Regions from separate parts of the Mus musculus genome. Here region 2 is linked to region 1. A link is a contact called in public promoter capture Hi-C data. All regions are on one chromosome and are shown on one strand. Each heading gives the region's core, a stretch centred on a gene start, on an enhancer-like site or on the middle of the called end of the contact. The rest is flanking DNA. Distances are from core to core; before and after follow the strand shown. Region 1 holds the start of Igfbp3 (insulin-like growth factor binding protein 3). Region 2 has its middle 120 kb from the start of n-TDgtc10.

Region 1 (3,475 bases), core at 544-3,043:
GGAATCCAATGCTTCTCGGGGATGAACATACCAGGACTTGCCTGTACCCGGGAGTGTAGGTCAGCAGCCACAGAAATCATAAAGAGACTCTCTACCCAGCTAGCCCTGGTCCTGGGGGCTCGATCTGCACCATCTGCCAGCCTGGTGTGGGAAACCGGAGAATTCTAGCCTTCAGATGTTCAGGGCAAGAACTTGACTCACATAACTAAGCGAGACTGGCTAGGAATGCTGGCCATTTAGAGCAACAGCTAAGAATGCTGGCCATTTAGAGCAACAGCTGCCAAATCCATTTAAATGTTTCTGTTTTGTTTTGTTTTTTCCTTAAAGGAACGAAGGATGCCCTTAGAGTGACTGCCTGCTTGGTAGGGCTTGCAGCAGGAGAGGTAACTGTTAAACGTTTGCATTTTTCTCATTGGCGCTGTCGCTGTCCCCACTGCTGCTGCTGCTGCACCTAGGTCGAATTAGAAAGAGTAACATTCCTGGGTCGTACTTCGCATTTCTAGTCTCTGCTTTGGCAGGGAACCGGCCTGAGTCTGCATCCTCTGCACCAAATGCAGTCTCTGAATCTGGAAGGCGCTGCTGCAGAGCATAGGATGGCGCCTATGGGGCCCGAACCGGGCTCAAACCTTTTTGCAGCTCCTGGTGACACTGAGCAGTTTTGAACTTTAGGTTTCACAGTTTCAAAGACACCAGTGCTCTTAATTTCATCTCGTTAGTTTTTGGATAAATTGGGACACAATCCTGCGTTGCCAATTAGCCCGTGCAAATGATAGGATGTTTCAAGACAGGTACTGTTTCCAACAGCGTGGCTGCCTGCAAATACCTTCATGGTCCGGATCCAACCCGGGATTCCTACACTCAAGCTTCCCTGGGATAGACGCGCTCCTTCCCAATTTATGAGGAATGAAAACCCAGGTCAACAGCTGGGTTACACAGACCTAAACCTGGGTATCCCCGCTCAGCGAGGAGACTCTCCAGTGACTGGGATCTGTCCACTGGCAGTCTCCCTTGCTACCCGCTCGTCCTGGCACTGAATTCTACCTATTTTCACAGAGCGCATTTTGCAACTTATAAGAAAAGCTGTACTTTGAGAACCAAGCAAGAGGAAAAATGGGTTCAGTGCCTCACTCCGCCTCCCAGGGTCCATTTTCCAACCTTCAATATGAGCCAAGACAAACATCTGAAGATACACTCCCTGCCACCCTCGTCGGGTCCCAGGGAGTTGCGCGTGGCGCACGTGGCAGGGACAGCTTACCTGGAGCAGGTTGGGAGGGGAGGTAGGTGCTTAGGCTGCCTGCAGCGCTGGCGTTGGCGCAGAACCCGCGGCCATTCAGCAGCGCCCTCAGCGGGTACTGCTCCGCGGGCCGCGGCTGGCAGCGGAGGCCGGTGCCACAGCGCTCCGTGTAGACGCCGCACGCGTCGCCTTCGCGCAGCGCGCAAGTCAGGCAGCAGCCGCAGCCGGGCTCTCGCACCAGCTCCGTGCACGCGGGCGCGGTGGGCGGAGGCGCGCACTGGGACAGCGCACGCGCGTCGCACGGTTCGCAGCGCACCACGGGGCCCGCGCCCACCGCGCCCGCGCCAGCTCGCGCCACCGGCGGTCCGCGGAGCAGAGTGAGGGCAGTGAGCGCAGCCGCCCAGAGCGCGGGGCGCGCGGGATGCATGGCGCCGGGTGGACGGCTCGGTGGAGGGGAGCGGAGTGGAGCACGCGGGATGAGGCGGCGGGATGAGGCGGCGGGATGGGAGCAGCGAGCAAGCAGGTCCTCAGCGCCCAGTCGCCGCTCTAAGCTCGCATCTGGGCAGCCCGGGCGCGCAGGCCGATATATAGAAGCCGGGGTGGCGGAGGACACGCCCCGGAACGGCGAGGGTGGGGGGTGGGCCGGCGCAGGCTCCGCTCCGGGGCCCGCGCCTCCCGACGAAGCGGGAACGAGGACGGGGGCGCGCTGCGCGCGTCTTCACCGGGCACCTGCTCTCTGTGCGCACGCCCTGTATCAGGGCCACCTCTTCACGGGTAACCACAGGCGCTCCAGGCCACCTTGCGTCTCTAGAGTCCCAGCCACTCCAGGGACTCTGGTCTTCTCTTCCTTCAATGACTCCCAGCCAATTTGGCGTCCCGGACCCTATAGCCCCTCCCCCTGGATGGCTGGCTAAGCTGGCCTTTCCAGGGATGGTTTATGTTTGGGAAGCTGGCCCGGACCCATTCAGCGCCTGTGTACTTTGTAAAGTTCCCGCAATGGAATTCCTCGTGTAGGGTATGCTGTATTAGGCATTTCCCAGCGAGAACGCGCAGATCACTTTGAGGTCTGGAGAACCTTAGAGCTCGAGGTTTAAATCTGCACCACGGGCCACTTTAGCTCCCAGAGTCTCAGCACCGCACAACCTCACGCTGACAGCTATGGGCGCAAAGGATTTGCTTTTCAAGGAGGTAGGGACTCAAAATACTCAAATACGTCGTTGCACTTTCCCAGATAGGAGTGAGGACAGTTTTTTTCTTTTTAAAGATGAGAAGTTCCTCTAGTTCTTGTTTGGGAGAATCTTTTTAGCGGACGCATCTGCGTTAAAATAACTACTGAGACACTGAAGCATGCATGATTAGTAGCCAAGCAGCCCTTAAAATGAATACTGTTCACAACGAGTTTTAGTCATCGTTGGACCCCTATACCAACTTCTGATGTGCTCCAGTGCAGACTGGAGTTCTTGCTAATCCGTTCATTCTGACTTGAAATCCAGGCGCAATAGCGCAGCTATTGAGTTCTTTTGTACGAGTCTCTCCAAAGTCTGCACGCTCCTCCTATAGGTGACCAACAGAGGACGCTGGTGGTCCAGAATTGAATCGACAGACTTCGCGGTTTATTTATTTATTTAAAACAATTCGTGGATGAGTGGTGGGAACTTGAGAGACCGACTTGGAAGGAGACTTTCCTGGATACTCTTGAGTTGTTTACCATAGGCTGGGGAGATTGTCTTTGGGGAGATCTGTGCAATTTTATGCAGGAAGCAAATTAAGACGACTTCCCCCACATATCCCTCCGTCTATCATGTATATCTTATCTGGTGAAGTGGACATTCATCCACCCGTGTGTCTTTACATCTCCCTGTATCTGTGGCTCTCTCTACAAATTTATATCCCCTTTAAAAAAATTATGTCTTAATTTTAGTAAAATTTAGTTCTCCCTTATTTGATACTATAAATAAGAATGATAAAATTTTGGACCTTTACAAAGAAAAAAATATGAGACCCGTGAAGGCCAGAGCTGCCAAGACACAGCACCCCCAGTTTTTGCATTATTCCTTCCTCATAGAGTTTAGGTCGTGGCTAGAGTTAACACAGTCTACCAGAAAGTGTCCCAGTTGTTCCTTCTTTTTTCCCTATGTACTAACGCTGAAGAACAGGGCCTCTGACTTCATTGGAAAATTGAAAGAAAAAAATCCCCTAGGGTTACACTTGTTCTTTAAATAACCACAGAGACCTTGACTC
Region 2 (3,475 bases), core at 446-2,945, 540 kb after region 1:
TTCAAAGTGTCTTCTCTCCAGCTCATGCAAATGCTTGGCATAATTCTGTTCCTGATTCTTGGCTGGCTGTGAGCACACAATAGCTCTCAATTCTCAGAGGCTCATGACCCTTGCCATGGAACCTTCCCAGGGAAGGAGAAACCCTCTATGTTTGACCCTCTCAGGCTTGCATTTCTGTTGCACTTGGTTCTTTTTCAAGCCTAAGTCAGGCCAATTTTAAATTCAACACATTTGGGACTTTAATTAAGAATACAAAATCTCTTTATGGAAACACCCACAGAAATGCTTACAGAGCTAGAAGAGACATGCATTATGACAGTGAGACTCTGAGACCCACTTGGCATTTAAAATTCAAGCAATGATCTGCCTAATTAGTAAACAAATGATGCAAAGTAAAACCAGATTAAAACACTAATTCATTCTCGACATACAGATACATATTTGTGTTTGTGTATGAATACCTAAATATGTAGGTGTGAATGTTTGTATCTAAGTCATTTATCATCATCATCAAGTAAGAGTCAAGTTAATATAGAATTCAAATGTACACATTGTATATAGCAGGCTGGTATCTTTCTTCCTACATACTTACCTACATTGTATACTGCTTTCTCTGATTTATTCTTTGATGGCTTGTTTGTGATGCGAAAACTGTCACCACAAGTTCATGAATATGTACCCATGTTCTTTTCATAATTAGACTCTCTGATCCAACAAGAATTTAATGCTGCTCACTGAGAGGGTTTTATAGTATTTATTGACAATTAATATTCCTTGATGATTTCTTTTTAAAATTTGGCTTTATGGATTTAGATCTGTATTTTTACTTGTAAATTTCAGAACCAATTGAGAATTTATACAAATAATAAATATTTCCATGATTTGTACTTTCATTAATTTGTGAAATTAGCTATGGTGAACGGTTGTCTATGGAGCTATTACCTTGTCTATGCATATTGTGTTCATCAGTCTTTAATCATTATTGACTATTGAAAACATTACCCATGACACATTCTTAGTTTTATTTCTATGAATAATGTCAGTGTCATCTAATTACAGTATTTTGTAATATTTTATCATCAGTGCATTGAAATTGTCTTTTCTTTTTAAAATATTAATTTTTAAGTTGTAAATTCACAAGGTTAAGCTTAAATTAATCAATCCATCAGAGATTTTCATGAAAACAAATGGTTTCCTTTTCCTCAATGTCTTAAGACCGACAGAAATGAAAACTGAACTTTTTAACATCTCTTTTTCTTTTTCCCTTTCCTTCTCTCTTTTCTCCCTTCCCTCCTTCCCTCCTTTCTTTCTTTCTTTCTTTCTTTCTTCCTTTCTTTCTTTCTTTTTTTCTTTCTCTCTCTCTCTCTCTCTCTCTCTCTCTCTCTTTCTTCATTTCTCTCTCTTTCTCTTTCTTTCTTCCTTTCTTTCTCTTTCTCTCTCTCTTTCTTTCTCTTTCTATTTTTCCTTCTTTCTCTCGCTCTCTTTTCCTTCCTTCCTTCCTTTCTTTCCTTCCTCCCTCCTTCACTCTCCCTCTCCCTCCCCCTTTCTTTCTTATAGCAATTTGAGGACTAAACCTAGAGCACCTCAAGCAAATTAGGCAAACATTTATTCTGAGATCCCAGCCCTTTATACTTTATTTGAGATAGCATTCCACTGAGTTGCCCGAGGTGACCTTGAACTCACTTTTTAGCCCAAGCATGTAGCCCAACCTATAATGCTCCTGTCTCAACCTCCTGAATATCTGGGATTGTGGAAGGTAGAGTGACTTTAAATGTTGCCACAGACCCTTTTTGGTTGCTGTCTGAGTAGAACGGGTCTCTGGTTACAGGTGGACAAGGAGTTGGTGAATGACAGACAAACATCAACACAAGAAGTTGTGTAGTATCTGAATGTATTGTCACAAAGTGAACACCAGTCTTATATAATACAGAAAACATAGGGGTAGGATGTCACAGCAGGCAAAGTACATTGAAGTTACCTGACACAAAACAAAGGAATGACTTCAGAAGGACTTACAGGAACCAGGTAATATTTACAGTAAAGATAAAACAGCCCTGCCTAGGGTCAGCTAATGACAGGTAAGGATTTCACACCCTAGTCACACTTTGTGCTGCTCCTTTGGGCCTTGTGAAAGCTAGCACCAGTGGGTTCTGCTCTAGCAGACCTTCTCATGAATAATGTAACACCACAAACCCCTATTTTCTAGGCCTTGATAAATTCTTGTATGAGTGTAACTTGGCTGTTCTTTTAAGTATCTGTGGAGAATCTCCATTTGTCAGAAGAATTCACCAACTTGCTTCTAATATGCAATATAGCCTGCAATACCTGGCTGTAGTGAAGATTCCTGTCTCAGTGGGATTCCCTAACTGTTACATGGTAAACCCACCTATTAGCTAGACCATTGTGTATTCCCTTGTTTGGGTGAGACTGGCTACTGTCCTAAGTAATCACTCTGCAGACTAGCCCTGTGCTATTTTAGCTCCATTCTTTGTAATGCCTAATTAGTTTCACTGTCTCTACTAGAAGTAAATTTGAATGTTACTGAATAGGTAACCTTCTTACTGAATTCCAACTGAATTCCAAGTTTGTCAGCTTGAGGGATTTTCTAGGATGTTGGAACACTGGCAAAGGCTTAGCCATGTCAGAATTCAATCTTTAAAGACACTTATAATAAAACAATACTAAAAGAGAGCACGTGGATCCATACACCAGACTAACTCGGGGATAGTGTATGAGTATACAGGTTATGAGAATGCCTGGTTCCAGGAGGTTGAGTTTCCTTGAAACTCTTTGCCTCGTGAGTGCTTCCAGGCCTCTCGGCCTGCCAAGCAGACTTCACTGGAGTGTGCATAGCAAAAACCCAGAAAGGTCCCTGTCCAAAGGAAAGATAGGGACAAAATATGGAACAGAGACTGAAGGATAGGCCATCCAGAGACTGCCCCACCTAGGGATCCATCCCATTTGCAGACACCAAACCCCCACACAGAATACAAGTGGAGGGAGCCAGGACTCCAGATACATATGTAGCAGAGGATGCCTTATCTGGCAAAAATGGGAGGGGAGGGAGGCTTGATGTATAGAGTATAGAGGGATACTAGAGAGGTAAGGAGGGAGTAGATGTATGGGTGGAAGAGCACCCTCATAGAGGCATAGGGGAGTGGGAAGGGGGGATGGGATGGGAGGCTGGTGGAGGAGTAACTGGGAAGGGGAATATCATTTGAAATGTAAACTAATAAAGTGATTAAAAGAATCAACAAATAAATTAGTTCTAAGAATGAAAAATATCAAGAAAAAAATGCTACCTGTGACTTTAGATGTTCATACATTAAAATAAGTAAATTTGTTTACAACTTCAAATTAACTGGGAGTTGGGTAATGAATCCAAAAAATAGGCTGTCTAGATGAAATGCAAGAAACATGATTGAAATGAGAAATGATATTATGAGGGCAACCTTAAATTTAATAGCTGTCACTC

What was found. Promoter capture Hi-C pulls out the DNA fragments that hold promoters and counts their contacts.
Region 2: a promoter capture Hi-C map of embryonic stem cells shows a contact between it and region 1, with 5 times the contacts expected there. The contact joins the enhancer-like site here to the promoter of Igfbp3 in region 1. A contact is called at or near these places in 10 of 39 promoter capture datasets (the 3T3-L1 cell line, the C10 cell line, the HPC-7 cell line and 4 more), 1 of 15 datasets of contacts at CTCF or cohesin (stem cell-derived epiblast-like cells), 4 of 484 Hi-C or Micro-C datasets (embryonic fibroblasts, embryonic stem cells and uterus) and 3 of 115 datasets of contacts at active chromatin or transcription factors (embryonic stem cells, kidney and stem cell-derived neural progenitor cells).

Annotation. Positions count from the first base shown.
Region 1 is chr11:7,212,130-7,215,604 of GRCm38.p6, forward strand. It overlaps Igfbp3 (insulin-like growth factor binding protein 3), which reads right to left and starts at 1,794. Exons shown (of 5, transcript NM_008343.2): 1 at 1,256-1,794. The coding sequence starts at 1,661.
Region 2 is chr11:7,748,751-7,752,225 of GRCm38.p6, forward strand. No RefSeq gene overlaps it. Among named protein-coding and RNA genes, the nearest start is that of n-TDgtc10, 120 kb to the right of the region's middle. Within about 2 kb of position 1,696, at least 8 of the 459 cell types and tissues checked have an H3K27ac peak or open chromatin away from gene starts, as enhancers often do. A contact at or near this core is called in embryonic stem cells and stem cell-derived epiblast-like cells, where this site is marked.